Regions from separate parts of the Mus musculus genome. Here regions 1 and 3 are each linked to region 2. A link is a contact called in public HiChIP or PLAC-seq and promoter capture Hi-C data. All regions are on one chromosome and are shown on one strand. Each heading gives the region's core, a stretch centred on a gene start, on an enhancer-like site or on the middle of the called end of the contact. The rest is flanking DNA. Distances are from core to core; before and after follow the strand shown. Region 1 has its middle 63 kb from the start of Gm39957. Region 2 holds the start of Gzf1 (GDNF-inducible zinc finger protein 1). Region 3 has its middle 100 kb from the start of Gm39957.

Region 1 (3,252 bases), core at 43-2,542, 350 kb after region 2:
TAGTTCTTAAAGTTTTTTATTTATTCTGCATACTAACCATTTTTGCACTGCTATTTATAAATATTTTCTTTCAGTCAATAAAGTGTTCCATGTGTGTGTGTGTGTGTGTGTGTGTGTGTGTGTGTGTGTGTGTGTACATGTGTGTGAGTGTGGATGAACACATGCCAAGGTGTCAGAAGACAGTCTTTGGTATAAGTCCCCTTCATCCACTTTATTTGAGACAGGGTCTCTTTATTGTTCATTGCTGTGTCCACAAAAATACCTGGCCAACAAGCTTCCGGGCATTCTTTTCTCTCTGCCAGTCATCTCCCTGTGGGAGCACTTTGGGAGCACTGTGGTTTCAGGTGCACACCTGGCTTTACCTGGATTCTGGAGATTCGAACTCAAGTTCTCACCCGTGTGCAGCAAGTGCCTTACCCACTGAGTGTTCCACCCACAAACCTAAGCATGTCATTTACTCTTTTTAACAGGGAAACAAAAGCTTTTTAGTTTTGATGATGTCAGATTTATCCCGTGCTCTTGATTCTTTTTTTTTTTTTTTTTTTTTTTTTTTTTTTTTTTTGGTTTTTCAAGACAGGGTTTCTCTGTATAGCCCTGGCTGTCCTGGGACTCATTTTGTAGACCAGGCTGACCTCGAACTCAGAAATCCACCTTCCTCTGCCTCCCGAGTGCTGGGATTAAAGGTGTGTGCCACCATGCCCGGCTCATGCTCTTGATTCTAATCTAATACCATCTCTAAGAATCCTTCACCTAAAAAAACCTAAAAAAATTCTCATTCAAAAGGCTTACAGTTGTACTTTTCATGTTTAGGTCTGTGATACATGTTAATTTCCATCAAGGGGATGAAGTCATTATTTTGTCCAATCACTCTAAAACTTTTATTTAAACTGTCTTTATTGGAGCTGATTTTTGTGCCTTCCTTTCTGTGGGTCTGTGTCTGTTTTTCTGTTGTGTTCCTTGAACTGTCTGTCCCTTTGCCAGTGACTCTGGCTGTATTGTAAAGTTGTTCACATGTATCACAGCTGGCCTTCACTGATTCCAATCTCATTTCAGCAAATATCCCTATCTTATTATCTTTTCCTAATCTCTAAGGGTGACCATTTAACTTTTCCTGGCATCACTAACAAGTCTAACATCCATTTTCTGCATTTTATCCTCAGTCTGTTTCCTCCTTTTGTATTTCCCCGAGGAACTGTAACAAGTCCTTAGAAGTGGCTTCTGCTGAAAAGCATTTACTCCTTGCTTGGGGACTCAGGGCAACCAAAGCACGATTAAATTCTCCTGTCTCTGCCTTCATGTTTTGTCTGTCTCCTTTGCTTTGGCTTGGAGCCTGTTTGCCATGTCACTTGTTAATCATTTCATAAGTGCTTGTATAACATCTGATGATACCTAATTTGTCTTATCTCTGCTGAAGGCTAAAGGCACAAAAAATAGAGTAACTAAGATATCTAGCTGCCAGAGTTGTTTGTTTGTTTGTTTTGTTTTGTTTCTTTCTTTCTTTCTTTTTTTTTTTTTACAATGTCCTATTCTTGAAAAGGTGACTGTTTGTCCCCTTTCTACATATTGTACTAAACCTATAGTCACCTTGGGATCCAGGAACAGCATATCCTGGAGACATACCACTCTACAGTGAGATCACTTCTAAGCAGGAGCAGTTACCATGTCAGAGCCATATTGCTAACTCTACTTTCTTACTGAATCTTCCGATGTCTTACACATTCAGAAAGCTTTACCCCATCAATTCTCTGATCTCTTCCTGATGTGCCAAATTTTCTCCTTTATTCCAACCAGGAAAACCACATCATAATAGCCCCAGAAGCAGCAATAACAAAAGCTTCTGTAAGGAAAACTGCCAAGAACTTTGATATGGACCAAACCTTTTGGGATATCTTCTACAGAATACAAGTATCATCTAAACATATCTTCCTGTTTGTCTGGCTCTCCTGGGCTCTGAACCATTCATTGTCTTTGAGTTACTTAGCAACTAAGTTGTTGATAACTTAAAATACCAAGAAAGACATTTATCCATGGATACACAATTTCTGTCTTAAATAAGGACTTTGAAACTCCCTTCTCTGAACTCTGCAGAAAATGCCGGTTTGGTATTATTTATACATTTGTTCTAGAAACCCTGATTTACCAGCTTAAGTACTTTTGGTGTTTATTGGGGTTTGCCTCAGACTCTGATGGAATCTTACTAGTTCCTTCCCTAATTGAACAGCTGAATAAAACCTTTGATACATGTTCATTTTCGATTTCTTTAGTTATTTTAACTTTTAACATTCATTAACCCTTCATACACTTGTAAAGCTATGTTTCCCTGAAGGCATGGTCCCATTCGTCCATCTCTCCTTCCATGACACTCTGCTGAAACATTGTCTGTGGTTGCTGCCCATGCCCTTATGCGTTAAGTGTAATGCAGGGGAATCAAGAATCACTTTGCACATGCCAGAACCGCAGACAGAGTGCTTCTCACATGCTGAGACTGTGGGATGAAGCTTGGGCTAGTCTCACATGCTGTATCATTCTCATGATGACTGAATGGTTTTCTATAATCAACAATACCACAGAGTCTCTCTATTGGGTTTTATGATCCACCTCAGATGATTGCTGGGGTACAGAAATAGATTTAAAAATGTGAGGAATCCTTCAAACCATCTATATCCCTGGCAGACTAAGAATTCTTGCTGCATTCCATATGGTATTCTCTGGCATGGAAATAGTTTAAATTCTACTCAAATAACTGTAGAGAAGGGTTTCTGAGCTTGGATCCTACTGACCATTTGGTCAGTATGAATATTTATAACAGGAGGCTGGCTGTATAGTACAGGTTGCTCAGAAATGTCTCTCTCTGCTCTCTTTCAACTGGGTGCCAGTAGCCTCTTACTCTTTCCAGTTAAGATATCCAAAAATGTCTCCAGGCATTGTGAAATGCCCTTTGGAGGAGAAAAATCATCACAGTTGAGAACTACTGTCCTGTATCTCTACATACGACTAGTTACTGTTGACTATCCTCATTTGACTTTTGCATAGAGCCAAAGAAATTCATAGCAGTGGTCATTTCCTCCCTTGTGGGAATCTTCCTCCCACACATGCATCATTCAGAATGGAAGTATTCTCAAAGTTTTTGACTTGCTTGTTACATACTAAGTTTAATATGCTGAGCAAAAATAGAGACATAGTGGGTTCTACTCCCAAATTTCAGCAGGACAATAGCAGACTCTGAGTTTCTGCTCTTGTGGAATATCCCTG
Region 2 (3,144 bases), core at 127-2,626:
TTACGGGTGACAGGCCAGTATGATTAGCTGGCTGATGGGCATCTTGAACCGGAGCCTCATGCCCGTCTTGGTTCAACTATAGTTTGTCAACAACCCCCTCAACTCCAGCTTCACCAAATGAAAGGTTATTCCCCTGCAGTTAACATATCCCCCAAGATTCCTGTCCTGGATTCCAAAATGCTAGCCCAACTTCCTGTCTTCTGCTTTGTGCACTCTTCTCAGAGTCCTCTGTCTCTGAATCTAACTTCCTTTTCCAGGCTTACATGGGTCTCCAAGTCTCCACCCTCCAGAGCATTCCTAGATCTCCTTCACCTGACGCTAGACATCACCTTGGATTCCATATGTCTACCTGGATCTGCCATTGCCTCTCCATTTCATTCAAGAGACCACTACCCAAAATCTCCAGTCTCAAACACAGAAAAGACTCCTAGAGAGTGCAATTGTAAATTTGGCACCTGTGGAATGTCATGTTGACTAAAGGGGACTCTACAGGGAACACTACCTACCTACAGAGGAAGCTTAAATAAAGGAAATACTGGTATGAGAGAGACAAGAGGCAAGTACTCAAGGGCCAATGCTCTTCAGAATCCCCGGCCCCAGCCTGAAGACTAAAGCTGAAGACCCCTCTTGGCCCGATGCCCATACGGCCAGCCTGATTTCCTAACACCTCGCCCTGGTCCCTCAAGGGAAATCGAAGTTCTTCCAGGAGATCTGGCAGCGACTTCACCATCAGCCAAGAAGGCCCTGAGCAGATTTCCCTGTTTACCTCCCCTGGGGGCAGACACCGGTCATAGCGAGCGGCTATTTGAGGTCTAGTGACAGCTGTGTTCCATTGTAACTCATTGGCATTCGGCCGTCTCAGGGTGGGCCTAGCCTCCTCACCAAGGTCGCCTAGTAGTCCCGGGGTCGGGACTCCCAGGCCAGGCCTCCAGGAGACGCTGTTCTCCGCAGCCTGCCCACCCTAGAGGGATCCTGGCTCTCAGGCAGGGAATAAAGGTCGGTGTCGGTGGCCTCTCTGACTGCACCACCTCTGACCCCACCTTGGCTACCCCGAGTCCCGGACCACCGATGATCTTCCAAAGCCGCAGGGAGAATGAACTCTGGCGGCAAGGTCCAGCCCTTCCTCCGGCCTCCAGAGTCCAGCCTGCGTGGTCATTTCGGCCTGTCCCGCCGCACCCCCGTACTCCCCGTCCTGTGCCTACATCCCCCACAGCCCGCCGCTCCAAGGGACAGAAGACAGAGGACAGCCTAGAAGACGAACCAGTCGGCAGCACGCTCACCTCTTAGCCAGTGCCTCCACGGACCCGTACCCTGGCCCAGGCCAGCAGGGACAGCGGACCGCAGGGTCCGCGGATTGGTCGCCACGAGCGCGCCCCGCCCCCTAGTGGGCTCCGCCCCCCGTAGGCTAGGAAGGCGCTGCGCGCGCACCTCCAGCTGCAAAGGCGGTTCCGGCCGTTGGTTACGTGATCTTACGTGAGTTTGAGCAGGGCCCCTAGCTAGCAGATCCCGGATTTACCACCAGCGTCTATCCAAGGCCGCGCCTGCGCAGAACACCGCAGTGGTTGGGGGCAGAGCTATTTGACAAAGTTGGGACAAGCTCCAGCTGCGCAGCTAGGCATTGGTCAGCAGGTTGCTGGAAGCAGGATTTTTCTAGCCTTCCGGGGTGCCTCGGTGGGTCAAGTCTTGGCGTAGGGCACGGCCGGGGTGGGATGGGAAGGCTGGCGCAGCTTTGTATTTCTTGAATCATTCCGCTTTAAATCCCACTCATGATCTTAATTAAAACCTGGTCATTAGAAAATCCTGCCTGACACTTCCAGTTCCCGGTAAATGTTGATCATGCTTCCACCTACTGCTAAAGCTTTACGAAGTCGCCTCCCTACTGCCACCAGCCAGCTAGACCTCTTCTTGCTGAGAATAGAATGTCTCTGGTCACTTCTTTCGTTGAACATTTAGTTTAGCGAAACAGTGCTTTTTCCTCCCTTTAAAATATATCTAATCCTCTAGAAAACTAACTGGCCTCTGTCTTAATACAGACCGTGTCTTTCTCTAGGGTGGAAGCCGGCTATTTCAAGTAGAAATGCCCACGAGATTGATAGCTCCTTCAACTTCCCAAATGCCTTGTTCTTTTAACTAGCTCCTGCTGCAAAGAGGCGATCTAGCCACTGAATTAAGCCAATTACCTGAAATAAAAGTTCTTACAAGGTGAAGTTAGTTTAAACTATGACTTCAATAGATATTGATGATTATATCTTGGAATACACGTGTGTGTGTGTGTGTGTGTGTGTGTGTGTGTGTGATAAGCCATAAACTGTTTTGCTACACAGAAGAATGAAATCTCGATTTACAACCCAGTTTGGAATATAAGTAAAACCATTTTGTGTGATTTGAAATAATGTAATGTTTTCAAGATGTGTTATGGAGCCAACCACATGGCAGCTCCTATGAGCCAAGCAGGCTTCGATATGCTGATGAACCAACCCTGAGCTGGGAGTCCCTTAATCTTTATAATAGCATGGTATTATAGGGAGTGTTTGTGTGAATAAACTGAGCATATTCAAAAGGGAAATCTATGTGTACGAAAAATGAGACAGAAGTATTTAAACTCTAGCTCAACAGGCTGAGACTGCTTTATTGGACCAGCAAGGGGCCCCGACATTTCTGTGGGATGAAAGTTGAGTGCATTTAGTTGGACTGGTGGAAAGGTATATATTGTCGTTCCTAAGCAGGGGGGTGGGGTGGGGGTGGGGGGCAATTAGGAGTTGCCCTGACAACCGCACCTCCTCTTCTGTCTCCCACTACTGGCTTCTGGGAGATGTCACCTCAGCCAAAGCCGCCTGAGGCATGGATAGTTTTCCCATCCAGATCCATGGGCCAAGTGAACAAAAGGGGTGTGGGGGAAAAGCCACCAATCCCTGAGCAGGAAAACTCACCAATCGCTGAGCTCCCCAAGCTCAGGATTTGAAATCCCAGAAATCCTGACCCCGGAAATCTCTGCCCTGAAAAGCTCCTCCCCTAAGAAATCCGGTATAACAGCTCCTCCCGCCCGCCCACCCCCCATCCCCCACCCCCGGTCTATGATTCAGCTCACTGTTGTTGCTTCTCCCTGGAGCCTGGAGCAGAGGCAGCTTTACTCCTGGAGTTTTC
Region 3 (3,057 bases), core at 378-2,877, 390 kb after region 2:
CCAGGGCTACACAGAGAAACCCTGTCAAAAAAACAAAACAAAACAAAACAAAACTACGTACTTCATGCTACTGCTCAATTTTGTTGATTTATTCTTGAAGTTTCTAGATCTCAGGCTTTGTTGGTTTTGTCTCCTGTTATTCTGTATATGTGCTGGTTAGTTTTTGTCAGCTTGACGAAAACTAGAGACACTTGGGAAGAGAGAACACTCGAGATATTGCCTCCATTATATTAGCCAGTAGGCATGCACATTTGTGGAACATTTTCTCGATACTTGATTGATGTGGGCTGGCCCAGTCCACTGTAAGCAGGGCCATCTCTGGGCAGGTGATTCTGGAATTTACAAGAAAGTCGGCTAAGCAAGCCATGAAGAGCAAGCCACTACGCAACATTTCTTTCATGGTTCCTGCCTCTGTTCCTGCCCTGACTTCCATCAATGGCAGACTGTGATTGGAATAAACTCCTCCTTCAGTTGTTTTTAGTCATAGTGTTTATTATGGTTACAGGAAAGCTAACGGGAACAGTGATAAGATGCAGTTGTATGGTCATTGTACATTTGTGTTAGCGTTTGTTGTTCTTCACCCTAGTTTATCAGTTTCTGACGTAGCTTCGTAGTCTGATACACAGTGCACTCTGACATTCCTTTTGTCTATTATTCTCCTGGCTCATAATCACCATTCTTTGTTCTTGGTCCTCCTGTGCACCCCTCACTAGGCAAGCCTTTCTTCTAACAGGCATGGTATCTGACACACAGTGTTACTACATCTGAACACTGGTGTGGTACTGATGGAACATTATATTTTAATTTTCACGTGTTCCGAGCTTGACTTTTGAGACTGTTTATCTGTCCCTAATATTCTCCTTTCCTTCATTTGCTCCTGGTTACCTTTTGTTTGTTTTTTTCTTTCTTCTGTTCTTTTGTCTTTTTTCGTTTCATGTTACTGTTCTTTGATCTACATACATTGTATGTGTATATGCACATGTGTATGCCTGTGTATCCTTGTATATGGATGTACACACATCAGTAGCTTTCTAGTAATTTAAAGGATTTCTTCTGCATTTCTGGTTTGTTTGGTAGTCCTTATTATTCATACATACTTTACAGTATACTCTTCCTTCACTTAAGAAATGCAACCTAAAAAAAAAAAAAAAAAAAAAAAGAAAGAAATGCACTTAGTCTCTACAGACTTCAGCATCCTGATGCTCCAGGCTAAGCTGGTTTCACTTTCCCTCGTAGCTCCTTCACTGCAGTGATATAACTGTCATTAAAGTGGAAAGTATACGGAGAGATTTCTTTCTTGTTTTCTTTGGCTGGATAGGGAATTCCTAGTCCATTATAATTGTAGGCTCCGCCAGCCCTCAAACTACCTTCAGACTGGCCCCAGCCTTGTCCTCCTGCAAAGGTCTAACACCACAGCTTTCCTGCAGGGAGAAGCTCAACAAAACAAGGAGCCATTTCTATTTGACAAGTAAATTGCACTTATTCATCTTGTAATTTTCTTTATCAGTTTAATCTATGTGTTGGCTCACATAAGAAGCAAACAGCTTTTATTTCCAAATGATAGATGAACAGCGGTGCAAATGGGAGGTTCTCATGGAGACATCAAGTTGGTCCTTAGAGAAAGGAGTGATTCATGATCAAGCTAGCTGGGAAATGTCATTGTGTCTAGCTAGGTTCATTTTACTAGTCTCATCTAAGAGATCATGGTTACTCTTTTGAGGATTTTTTAGAGATAAAAAACTGGGCTGACAGTGGCCTAAGACTAATATAGATGTCTAGACTTAGAGATCATTCTTTCTTCTGGAAGTTAATATTTAATTCAGTTTATTCTCTAACAATCAAAATCACCATTTCTCCAAATCTCTCACTCCTCCATCTGTACAACTGGCTGGACAAGATTATGTTTGCCCTTTCCTCTGTGCCTCCTCCTCCTAGTCCTCCTAGTTTGAAATGCAAAGCCTAACTGGGAAGGATGGATAAATTCAGAAGCTCTGGCTTAACCGTTAGATTCTGGTAGGGCTGCACATGGCAAATAATAATAGGGAGAAATTCCTTATCTAACTGGACCCCACTGCAATTAACTCCACAGACAGCCATGAATTTGTAAAGTTTCTTGTGCTTTGGAATGAGAAGAGAGGAAACAAAAACAAAAACCAAAACCTCTTCTCCCACAATGCCCTCACAGAGTACCATTCTCTTTCATTTCTCAACTTGATCTTCATGACTGTACCTTCAAAAGTTGTAAGAAAAAACAAGAATGTAGACAACTTGTGAGGTACTAGGATTAAAGAATGGCATAGAAGGGTTTTGATGGAGGAACTCTATTTTCCAAGTTTGTCTCGGTATATTATCAGCAGCCTCTCCATGATGTCTGGGGTGACCAACAGTTGGGAAGGTAGTGGCAGCTTGGAATGTCCCTTAGAGAAGAAAGAGGAGTGGTGAGAATACTTCTTGCCTTCATTCTACTACATTTGGCCCCAGGTGTTCTTGATTTTGAGCATGTTTATTTCAGAGAACAGCCATAGAAACAGCTAGTGTTGCCTTGACAACATCTGATAAAATAACTACACACCTGTTATTTACACTATTGTTGTTGATGATAGAAAAAACTGTGTCTTTCCTTCAAAGTGACTCTGTAAAATAGATGTCTCTTCTGTTTCCGCTTTCCAGTGACTGAGATCTTTATGTTGACACATATAGCTGCATGCACATAGTTTTCCTGCTAAAGATGTTGCTGGAGCCTTGCACACCACCTATGAGAAATCATTACTATAAACAAAAGCACCTTGATGTGCACTTGTTCTGACTGTGGGAACATATTTATATTGTCTATATGGTAATGTGGAGAAGCAGAATAACAATGTATCTCCTATCTATAGCCCATGTCCAGTAATGGATGGTGTTGATGGATACTCCAATTTCCTTGCTTCTTATATAGATGACCACATCCCAGTCTTTTATAGGTGCTGAGCAGGGTGAATCTCCAGTTGCTACCATCATTAACTTCTAGGTAAAGAACCCTGTTGATTTATTTATACATTTAAGATTCAACTGAAT

Evidence for each region. Promoter capture Hi-C pulls out the DNA fragments that hold promoters and counts their contacts. HiChIP or PLAC-seq counts read pairs in DNA pulled down with a chosen protein or histone mark.
Region 1: a contact with region 2 is called in a promoter capture Hi-C map of pre-B cells. The contact joins the enhancer-like site here to the promoter of Gzf1 in region 2. A contact is called at or near these places in 6 of 39 promoter capture datasets (the 3T3-L1 cell line, the C10 cell line, the HPC-7 cell line and 1 more), 8 of 115 datasets of contacts at active chromatin or transcription factors (the 230-238 cell line, acute myeloid leukemia, bone marrow-derived macrophages and 4 more) and 2 of 9 other capture datasets (adipose tissue and liver).
Region 3: a CTCF HiChIP or PLAC-seq map of the NIH/3T3 cell line shows a contact between it and region 2, with 10 read pairs. The contact joins the enhancer-like site here to the promoter of Gzf1 in region 2. A contact is called at or near these places in 3 of 39 promoter capture datasets (the 3T3-L1 cell line, hippocampal neurons and pre-B cells), 1 of 15 datasets of contacts at CTCF or cohesin (the NIH/3T3 cell line), 2 of 115 datasets of contacts at active chromatin or transcription factors (the NIH/3T3 cell line and bone marrow-derived macrophages) and 1 of 9 other capture datasets (adipose tissue).

What each region holds. Positions count from the first base shown.
Region 1 is chr2:148,327,146-148,330,397 of GRCm38.p6, reverse strand. No RefSeq gene overlaps it. Among named protein-coding and RNA genes, the nearest start is that of Gm39957, 63 kb to the left of the region's middle. Within about 2 kb of position 1,292, at least 3 of the 459 cell types and tissues checked have an H3K27ac peak or open chromatin away from gene starts, as enhancers often do. A contact at or near this core is called in extraembryonic endoderm stem cells and pre-B cells, where this site is marked.
Region 2 is chr2:148,679,352-148,682,495 of GRCm38.p6, reverse strand. It overlaps Gzf1 (GDNF-inducible zinc finger protein 1), which reads right to left and starts at 1,376. Exons shown (of 6, transcript NM_028986.3): 1 at 1,281-1,376. It overlaps Gm46771 (a long non-coding RNA gene), which reads left to right and starts at 1,552. Exons shown (of 2, transcript XR_001783505.2): 1 at 1,552-1,671; 2 at 2,051-2,218.
Region 3 is chr2:148,288,776-148,291,832 of GRCm38.p6, reverse strand. No RefSeq gene overlaps it. Among named protein-coding and RNA genes, the nearest start is that of Gm39957, 100 kb to the left of the region's middle. Within about 2 kb of position 1,627, at least 18 of the 459 cell types and tissues checked have an H3K27ac peak or open chromatin away from gene starts, as enhancers often do. A contact at or near this core is called in the NIH/3T3 cell line, where this site is marked.